Linked DNA regions of Mus musculus: region 1 is linked to region 2. The links are chromatin contacts, called in public Hi-C maps. All regions are on one chromosome and are shown on one strand. Each heading gives the region's core, a stretch centred on a gene start, on an enhancer-like site or on the middle of the called end of the contact. The rest is flanking DNA. Distances are from core to core; before and after follow the strand shown.

What was found. A called contact is a pair of places that touch in the nucleus more often than the background predicts.
Region 1: a Hi-C map of bone marrow-derived macrophages shows a contact between it and region 2, with 42 read pairs. The contact joins two enhancer-like sites. A contact is called at or near these places in 4 of 484 Hi-C or Micro-C datasets (the G1E-ER4 cell line, bone marrow-derived macrophages, group 2 innate lymphoid cells and 1 more) and 3 of 9 other capture datasets (adipose tissue, liver and pancreatic islet).

What each region holds. Positions count from the first base shown.
Region 1 is chr7:123,167,466-123,172,223 of GRCm38.p6, reverse strand. Tnrc6a (trinucleotide repeat containing 6a) reads right to left here. Exons shown (of 24, transcript NM_144925.3): 6 at 106-2,688. Among named protein-coding and RNA genes, the nearest start is that of Slc5a11, 45 kb to the left of the region's middle. Within about 2 kb of position 1,788, at least 12 of the 459 cell types and tissues checked have an H3K27ac peak or open chromatin away from gene starts, as enhancers often do. A contact at or near this core is called in bone marrow-derived macrophages, where this site is marked.
Region 2 is chr7:123,066,940-123,072,072 of GRCm38.p6, reverse strand. It overlaps a transcript of Tnrc6a not described here. Among named protein-coding and RNA genes, the nearest start is that of Gm39084, 29 kb to the left of the region's middle. Within about 2 kb of position 3,137, at least 66 of the 459 cell types and tissues checked have an H3K27ac peak or open chromatin away from gene starts, as enhancers often do. A contact at or near this core is called in bone marrow-derived macrophages, where this site is marked.

The sequences.
Region 1 (4,758 bases), core at 539-3,038, 100 kb before region 2:
CTTGATGTGCATATCCAAGAGCCGTGTTACACAAATCTTATGACAGGCATGTCAACACAAAGCTTGCTTCCACAATACCTCTGCACTCCACACGGGAACGCTTACCAGAGCCACTGCTGGTCTCCTTGCTTGAGACGGCACTTGCGGCTGGCAATAGCCGGTGCATCTGCGCTTGCTGGTCTGAGCGGCCGCTGGCTTCCGGGATGTTTTTATTCCACATGTTCACATTTTTGTAGTTGTATTTGCTTGGATCTCCCCAAGCTGAAGTTCCATCATCGATCTCCATTTTTCTTCGTATAGATTCTGGGGATGGCTCCTCCCAGCCTGTGGGTTCTTCCTCCTTTGCTGGAGCAGGAATAGGTCCCCCGAGCCAGCCTGTACCAGGAGGCTTGCTGGTGGCTGGTGGGATTCCCCATGATCCAACAATGTCTTGTTGCTTGTTCCAATCTGGAGAACTAACTGGCTTTGATGAATCTCCCCAACCTAGAGACTGATTACACTTTGGAGGGTCTCCCCACCCCTGGGAAGAGTTCGGTTTAGAAGATTCATCCCATCCCGATGAGTTATTTGGATTTATATTATTTCCCCAAGTAAAAGAACTAGTTTTCCCAAGTTCGTTCCAACCAGAAATGGACCTGTCACTGTCACTGCCTCCTGAGCTGGATTTCTTATTGGCCTCACCCCAATGGTTACTCCTGGAAGATTCTCCCCAGTTATCACCGGCAGAAATGGACCAACCTTGGCTTGACTTTTGTCCGTCACCCCAGCCTTGTTTGCTCTTTTGCGAATCATTCCATGTAGACTTGTCTTCCTTGCAACCCCCCCACTGGTTGCTCTTGATCATTCCTGTAGCAGCAGAGTCATCTTCCCACCCCCCCTGGCAGTTTGAGCCTTTGGAATCTCCCCACCTCAGAGTAGGTTTGGGATCACCCCACCCTGATACAGATGAGGTATCATTACTATTAGGGCTAGTCTTATCTGTACATGCCCCTGAGTTAAAAGTCTGTGTTGCAGAGCTTCCCCAGGCCTCTGTCCCATTGTCAGTCTTTCTTTCCCCTCTTGGTGATGTCTCTGTATCCCAGGCAGTATTCTGCTTAATAGGAGTCTGTCCCCACCCAGAGTTGGATAGGACACGTGGATCTAAGTCAGTTCTGTTTACAATGCTTTGGAGTAATGTGTGCTGATCAATTTTTCTTCTATCTCTACTCTGACTTTCCCCGGTTACTTTTTCTTCAAGGCGTCCAGTGCTCTCTGCACTACCATCACTCTCCACTGTGCCTCCTGCTTTGGCCCACACACTGTTTTGCTCATTTGTCTGAGATGTGGCAGAACCCTGATCGTCTTCCTCAGTAGATTTCCATCCATTTGTAAGCTTCTTACCATTGCCATTTGCACTGTCATTGGAATGCTGGTTGCTAGGCAGTTTGTTCCACTCGACACTGGATAGACCAGTGCCAGTGTTCTGTGCAGGACTTCCCCATCCTCTTCGACTTCCTCCAGAATTTGCACCATTTCCACTTCCCCATGGTGAACTCTGGGAATTCACTGTCCCAGGCTCCCATACACCTCCCCCTTTATTTGTATTAACTTGAAAGTTAGTGCCCATAGGCCCATTTATGCCAGGCTGCATTAGAGTTGCATTCACAGTGTCACCATTGGCTTGGCCATTAGGGCCTGCACATTTGTCGCCAGAGTAATTAGAACCATAGGCACCCCATGTAGTACCGTAGGAGCCTCCAGTTTTTGACTCTCCATTACTAAGGTGAGAAAGGGAAGTGCCATTCATAACTGACGGAGCCTGTATCTGAGGATGATTCATTGTGCTCACACGCCAGGCCCCTGGATTACTAGTAGGCAGTTCATTATTTTGTACTGAACCGGAGTTTGGTAAACTAGAGGTCATAAAGTTAGTAGTGTTATTTGGTCCAGTCGTTTCAGTGGTGATATTCTGAGGTTGACCACTGAATGAAACCTTCTGTGTACCACTTACTTCAGGCTCACAAGTTTCCTGAAGGCTACCCCAGGTACCATGGGTAGAAGAGCCACTGACTTTAGAGTTGATATTCTGATTGTTAGGCATCTGGCCTATGGTACTACACTGAATATTGATGCCAGAACTCCCACTCCCTACAGGCCCTTTTAGGGCAAGTCCATTGTTTTCTAATACTGGCCAGGCACCATGGTTGCTAGCTGAATTCAAAGTGCTTGGATTTAACCCTCCATTTGATGAAGAACTTACAGTGCCCCAAGCATTCATCCTATTGTTACTACTTTCTGGTTTGCTTTCAGGAGCATCCACAGAGACCTGACATGTGCTTATTAGGGCTCCATGGGGAAAGCCCCATGGGCCAGTACTACTTCCATGGCCCACATTATTGCTGCTGCTACCAACCACAAATTTGCTTTGAGAACCAAGTCCAGTGCTGTTCCGAAGGCCATCTTTCTCACCACCTGTGTTCCCTGAAGCCATGACAGTGATGTTTCTCTCTGACTCAGAATTGGAGGCAGAATCAGCATCTATACATTCTGGAGCCAACTCAGGATCACTGCCAGGGGCTGAGGGCCATGCTTCTTTTTCCAACAAGTCGTTTACAGCATTCTTACAGCTTGTGCTACAGTCACTTGTAGAAGACACAGGTCCCCGCTGGCAATTTTCATAATGGGATCCTGAAGTATTATGATTTATATCTAGAATAAAGGAGAAGTATATCTATTTATAAGTGTTAACAATTTCCAAAATAGTATGTAGGCTGAGAAAAATGACGATCCATTAGAAATACACGTAGCTCCTCAACATTAGCAAGATGCTCCGCAGAATGGCTGTGAGGCGCTGATTATCTTTCAGCCACCAAGGCTCCATGTTCAGTAATTTCACAGGCAGAATTCTGCTGCTTTGTTCAATACCCTACAGTACAGCATGGGACAAAAAGTCCCACAGGGAGACCTGCTAAATATATAAACGGACAACATCCAACAAATATAAGAATTCTGGAGAGAAGACTGAGTGGTAATGATGAATTAGGGCAATCCAGGCTTAGGACTTGACACGGGAGAAAACAGACTGGGATGTAAAAAGCTAAGTAAGCGTAAGCAGCCCAAAATGATTCCGTTTCCTAAAACAGCTTTCCACACAACTCCTTTGGGTTAGAAGAATTCTGTAAGGATCCCAAAGCCTTTGCACTGTATTTCTGGTTTATTAGTGTATACACTTAATTACCATGCTATACATAAGGAAGAACATTAACTTTAAACAATTTCCTAATTTACTTTCATAGCCATGCTTAGTAAGAGACAACACAGAAAAATTGGTATGCTGAAAATCACCAAATTATGATCAGTAATTCAGCAGCTGATACTGAAGGCCATAGGCATCCATCACATGACCAAGCCTTAGATTGGCATCTAACTACCATCTGTTTTTATTTCTATTCTTTCCCGCAGTGTTTTTGTTAGTTTCTCCATCTATCTCATTAAAGGGTCCAGTGGGTAGACATGCATCTGTGACATTGGCTACATAAAACATTTGTACTTAGGCTGTCTTCAAGTGTGACTTTCACTATAGTTCCCAGGATGAAGGTCTGGAAATAAGTCCAAGTCACACTATTAGTGTGATTTGCTAGTATGGAAAAATGTTGCTGCTTGTCTCACTTTTTCTCAAAGTACAAATGCTAAGAAACAAATGATGAAGAGCTGTAATAATGGCAAGAAAAGCAACTAGAGATTGACCTGTAACAAATCCAGTAAATATAATTTAAGTAAGTGCTGCAAAGTGCACCAACTACTACTCCCTTTACAATTATTTCATCACAGTGTGAGTAGCTGGTTCTGGTCACACCGTGAATCCAAGCCCTCAGGAGGCAGATCTGTGATTCAGAGGCAAGCAAGGACTAATTAGTAGAACCCTGTTCATCCGTCCATCCATGCCCCCCAAAAGTAGTCGATGATATTTGTCTTCTTTATTGCTTATGTAGAATCCACATGATAAAAAGAACCAAAAAGTCAGCCTTCCTGGAAGAAATAATTCTATACTGCAACATACAAGGGCAATATCAATCCACGGCTAGCACTCACTGCTACACAGCAGCAGGTCTGCAAACTCTTGCAGCAAGTGCCTGGGACCATTGTAGAGTACAAGTGTTGCCCTCACTTTGTATGTGAGAAACCGAGGGACAAAAGTTAACTTGTAGAAACTGAGTGAGAGAAGCAAGATGTGCTGGACAGTTTTAAGTTAACTTCATACACGCTAAAGTCATGAGAGAAGGAAACCTTCATTAAAAAAATGGTTTCCAAGCTACACGAGGTGGTGTATGGGGAAGCAGGAACAGACAGATCTGAGTTTGAGGCCATTTGGTCTATAGAACAAGTTCAAGCATAGTCAGGACTACACACAGAGACCCTGTCTCATAAAAGCAAAACTAAAACCAAAGTCAAACCAAAACCAAAACCCAATCAAAAAACAAAACAAAACAAAACAAAACAAAAACAAAAACAAAAACAAAAACCTGATCAAGCTGTTGGCAACCAACCCCATAGGGTAGTTTCTTGATTAATGATTGATAGGGGAGTCAGTCTCAGCCCACTGTGGGTGGTACCATCCCTGGGCAAGTGGCCCTGGGCTCTGTAAGAAAGCACCTGGGTAAGCAGCACTCCTCCATGGACTCTGTATAAGCTCCTGCCCTATTGAGTTCCCACACTGACGTCCTTTGATGATATACAGTGATGTGGAAGCATTCGCCAAATAAACCCTTTCCTTCCAAA
Region 2 (5,133 bases), core at 1,888-4,387:
GCATGCTCATTGCACACACGCATACACGAGCACATGCAAGTGCACAAATCAAAAATTAGCATAATTTTGCTCTTTGCTTCTATCGAGTGCCTGACTCTCTAGCTTCTGCCTTGGGAAGCACTCGGCTTCTGTTTGTCCTCACACATTTCCATGTTTATGTGAATTCTATATGTCTGAGTAGCACGTGAACTCTTGTGTGTACTTATCACTTAGGATCTGTTGATTCCATGATTTAAGTCTTGACGTTGCATTTTGTCCTCTCTGGCTGAGAATAGTTGATCTCTTGCTCCGTTTTAGATTTTTCAACGTTGTCAACCTTTCTGTAGGATAACAGTTGGTTCTTCGTTTTAGCTTCGCTTGAAGTGTGAATGCCAATGAACTCCATGGCCCCTAACAAAACACTCTGAGGTTGTGGGACCCAAGGAGTTTTAGAATACAAAAGATGGACTTCTATCTAAAGAGTCTTAGGTTTTTAAATACTTGCTTTTAGTTCTTGTTACTGTGTGTGTATTATGGTGTGTGTGTGTATAGGTGTGTGTGCCACAGTGCATAGGTGGACTTCAGAAGGCTGTGGGAGTTGGCTCTTTCCTTCTACCATGTGGGTTCTAGGGTTGGAGCTGGTCATCCATCTTTGTGATAATTTTCTTGCCCTAACTAGATTTCTAGAACATTCTAAGCACTCTATAAAGCATGCTAGCTGCTGCTGAACAGAACATTAAACTATGCCTTAACTTTACACATTCCTGTCTTTTCTTTCTTTTTTTCTAAGTCTGAAAATGGCAAGACCTCTCAGCTTTAGTCAGAGGTTGGTTTCAGTGGTGCTGAAGTCAAAATAATAAATGCCTGATACAGCCGTCATGTTTGTCAGGGGACTCACTCGTTTGTTTGCTTTAAGGTGCAAACCATCTGTGAGTGTCAGGTAAGCATTTTGCTGTGGATCGGCCTGGCAGTCCTGCAGAGGGTTGTCATGGAAAATAGCGCTTGCCTCTTTGATGTCTCAGGCTACACTTGGCTTTGGAGTGGCTCCTTCTTGCTAATCTAGTACAATGGACTCAGCCAGTGTGTGAACTGTGTACACACTTCTGGATCCAAGAACTGACTCAGTGCAAGGAACAGTGTAAGACACATGTGTTCAAGTTTCTGTGTATGTGTGTCCATGTTTATGGGTCCCCATGTGGGTGTTCATGTGCCTGCTTGTGGAGACCAGTGGAGAAAACTAGATCTGTGAGCGTGGGGACCCACTTTCCCCACCTCCCCAGTGCTAGGATTTCTATCTTTCTTTTTCATTCTTGCTTGCTTGTTTGCTTTCTTTCTCTCTTTCTTTCTCTCTTTCTTTCTTTCTTTCTTTCTTCCTTTCTTTCCTTCCTTCCTTCCTTCCTTCCTTCCTTCCTTCCTTCCTTCCTTCCTTCCTCTCTCTCTCTCTTTCTTACTTAGGTTTTTATATAATGTATGAGTGTCTGCATTCAGGTCGATGTACCAGGTATCTGTCTGATACCCATGGAAGCCAGAACCTGAGGGTTTCCGATTGCCTGATACTGGAATTACAGATGGTTGTGAGCCACCATATGGGTGCTGGTAACAGAACCCAGAACCTCTGCAAGAGCCCCCAGTGCTCTTAACAGCTGAGCCATCTCTCTAGCTCATGTGCAGTTTTTGATTGTTTGTTTGTTTTTTAAAGTGAGTTCTGGGAATAAAACTTAGGTTGTGGAAGTGTTTTATTGACTAAGCCATCTCCCTACCCTTCATGCTATATCTTTAATTAAAATCAAATGAAGTAAATTTAAAACAAAAACCAAAACCACCTTTTTGAACTATCTTTGCCAAACATCCTATTCAATTGTTTTATTATCAACAGTCTGGTCCCCGTTGTGTATCGGGTGTCTTAACACGCTCTAGAGTGAGGGAAACATGTTTCAGTCCTTGGGAAGCTCTGTGTCTGATGCGTAAAGAGAAGCAGCTCACAGGATTGCTCCTGCAGCAGAAACGGGTGTTGGTTACGGTAAAGAGGCTTAGAGACAGAACTGCACTTTCCTGGACAATATCTATTCGAAAGATATTTTTATTTATTTATTTGTGTATCCCTGTGTGTCTTCATGTGGGCTTGTATACCATGGCACACGCGTGGTGGTCAGGGGACAACTCGTGGGAATTGGTTCTCTCCTTCCCTCTTGCGGGTTCCAAGGACTGAACTCAGGTTGTCGGCCTTGGCAGCAAGCACCTTTACTCGCTGTGCCATTTCGTCAGCCCAATATCTATTTCTCCTATCTCTCCTTCAGTGCTTCAGTTATCTGTGAGTGTTACTATACTGGTCGTGTGTGTGTGTGTGTGTGTGTGTGTGTGTGTGTGTGTGTGTGTGTGTGAGTGTTATTCTGCACAGTGAAACAATACTCTGTCTAGAATGCTTTGTGTTCCTGTCCTCTTCCCTCCCCAGCTAAGGCTACTGCTCTGTTTCTTTTACTTTGTATTCCGGTTATTTTAGGCATCCTTTGTCTCTTCTCTGTGCACCTCTGGTTTGCTTTGCATTAGGCAGGCCCGGAAGCACGACACAGCAAGCTTTGAAAGGATCTACTCTGCCAGGCTTTGTCTGTGCTGTTCCACTGGGTGGCATTTCGTCCTTCCTGAGGTCAACAGCCTCTGCCTGTCATTTGCAGCATGAATCATACTGTCCTTGTGCTGACAATGTTCTATTTTTAATAACCTGTCCATTTTTGCCTTATTCTCAGACACACACCCACAGTTCCTGACTGAGGATGTTGTGTTTTCAACCCAGCAAACACTTCTGAGAAGCTCTGAGTTCAGGGTGCTTTTCAATGGAGTTCATGATGATTCTCTGGCCTCTTCTAATTTAATTATCGTTCTTGACTAATTTATTTATTCAGTGTCAGGAGGGGTTAGGGTAATTTGGGGTTTGAATTCAGAATTAGATGCATCCATGCATGTCCTATAGGCTTCATTAGCCATTTCCCCGCCTCTAGCCCCAGCCCAAAGCAAGGCTGTGCTGGTTAGGCATTGTTCCCCAATTACCATTTATCCACACATACATTTAAGCCATGTAAAAAGAGAAGGCTGAAGGAAGAAAAGGAACAGAGGGTCTGAGCCTGCAAGAAGAACTGGGAACAACCGCTGTGCAGGCTGGGAAACGCTGAGCAGGAGGATGGATGCCAACGGTCCTGTGGCTGAAGCCTCTGCAACAGCAGCAGCCTGGGATGTGTTCTCTGGCCGCTAGCCAAGCTCCGGAGGCAAAAAGCTTCGTAAATTAGTTTTGATCACTGCCTGGCATTTCCCATTTTCAGCTTATAGAGAGGCCACCATGTAATTTGTATATCTTCTCCTTGAAGAATTACTTTTGACATTCGCATTAAATATTGTGCCATGTGATAACTTATTTAGCCACCTTATAATGTGTGCTGCAATTAATTCTATTTAATTGGGTTCTTTGTTTATCTTTCTGCTTCTGTCATGACTTCCCCTTCCTTAAGTTCTTTCTTCTTCTAAGTTAGTTTTAATTATGTGAGGACTACTTGAAGGCTCAACTTCTTATCAAACCCAGGTTGATCTGAGTTATCTTTCTCCCTCCAGGGAAGTACAGAGGTAGCCACCCCTGAGTGTGTGTATGTGTGTGTGTGTGTGTGTGCATGTGTGCACATGTGTGTGCATCAAGTGTTTGGGTCATTGTACACACGTGCATGTGTCCAGTGCAGAGGCCAGAGGTTGACCCCCAAGTTTGTTTTTTATTGTTGTGGTAAAAAACCATAACCAAAAGCAACTTGAAAAGGAAAGGTTTATTCAGCTTACATATCCCTGTGGCAGTACATTATCTGAGGGGAACCAAACTCTAGGGGCAGGACCCGAAGCAGAGACTATGAAAGAACCCTTTCTCACTGGCTTGGTCCTCATGGCTTGCTTACCCTGCTCCCTTACATCACTCAGGGCTACCCCAGGGGCCTTCCCACATTTCCCCCACATCGTCCCACATCTTGATTACATCAGTAATCAAGGAGATGCTCCACTGAGTCACCTACAGGCCAGTCTGATAGGAACTTTTTCTCATTTTCTCCCTCTTCTCAGATAACTCTAGCTGTGTCAAGTAGACAAAAACTAGCTAACTAATTAACTAACGAATGAGAATATTGACATCAGATGTCTTCCTGGCTCAACTGCACATCACTCAATTTATTTAGACAGGATCCTTCACTGAATGGAGAATTCATCAATTCAGTGTGGCAGCCTGGTCAGCAAATCCTGCTTGCTAAGATGACCGTCATTCATAGCCACACAGGCTTTTTAAGTTGGAGGATTGAACTTCTGACCTCACATCAATAGATCCAGGTATCCTGGCTGTGTCCTGTTTATCTACGTGTCTGCTACCTATTAATGACTTATCATTTGCTTTTTAGAAGGCTTATTTTTATTTTATATGTGTTTTGCCTACAATATATGTCTGTGTACCTTCTGTATGCAGTGCCCAAGAAGGCCAGAAGAGGGCATCAGTTCCCCTTAAACCAGAGTTATTGTGGCTGTAAGCCACCATGTGAGTGCTGGGAATGGAAGCCAGGTACTCTGGAAGAACAAACTGTGCTCTAAACCACCAAGCCATTTCTCCAGATCCCATCTAGCCTTCATCTTAAAAGTACAGTATTAAAAAAATTGTCACATGGTACAACTTGATTTTCCTCCATCCCCCTAGTAATATAATAATACATCTTTGATCTAGCTGTGTGTCTATTTTTAAATCTGGCCTAAAGGTCCTCAGAATAGATACATGGCGGACGTTACTATTGTTTGATTGCTTTGGCATCGTCAGGTGAGGTCAGGGCTATATGAGTTGCTCTGGTCAGTGGCTGCTGTCAAGGACATTGCAGGATATCCCTCCCACCAACCTCTCTGGGCACCTACTTAGACACTGAGCAGAGAACCGGTCCCCGTGTGGTTATCTCCGGGGACCAGAGCCTCCCTGGGCATAGAGTGGCCACACATTGCCCTTCAGCACTTCAAATATGAGTGTGGTGAGTCATTTTAGCTTTATTCAATTTTTTAAAATCTTAAATGCTAGGGTTGAGGGGAGGAACCCTTAGATTTTGTTTGTGGGGATGAAAATCAGCCCAGCCTCTATGGCCACCCCCACAGAGGAGC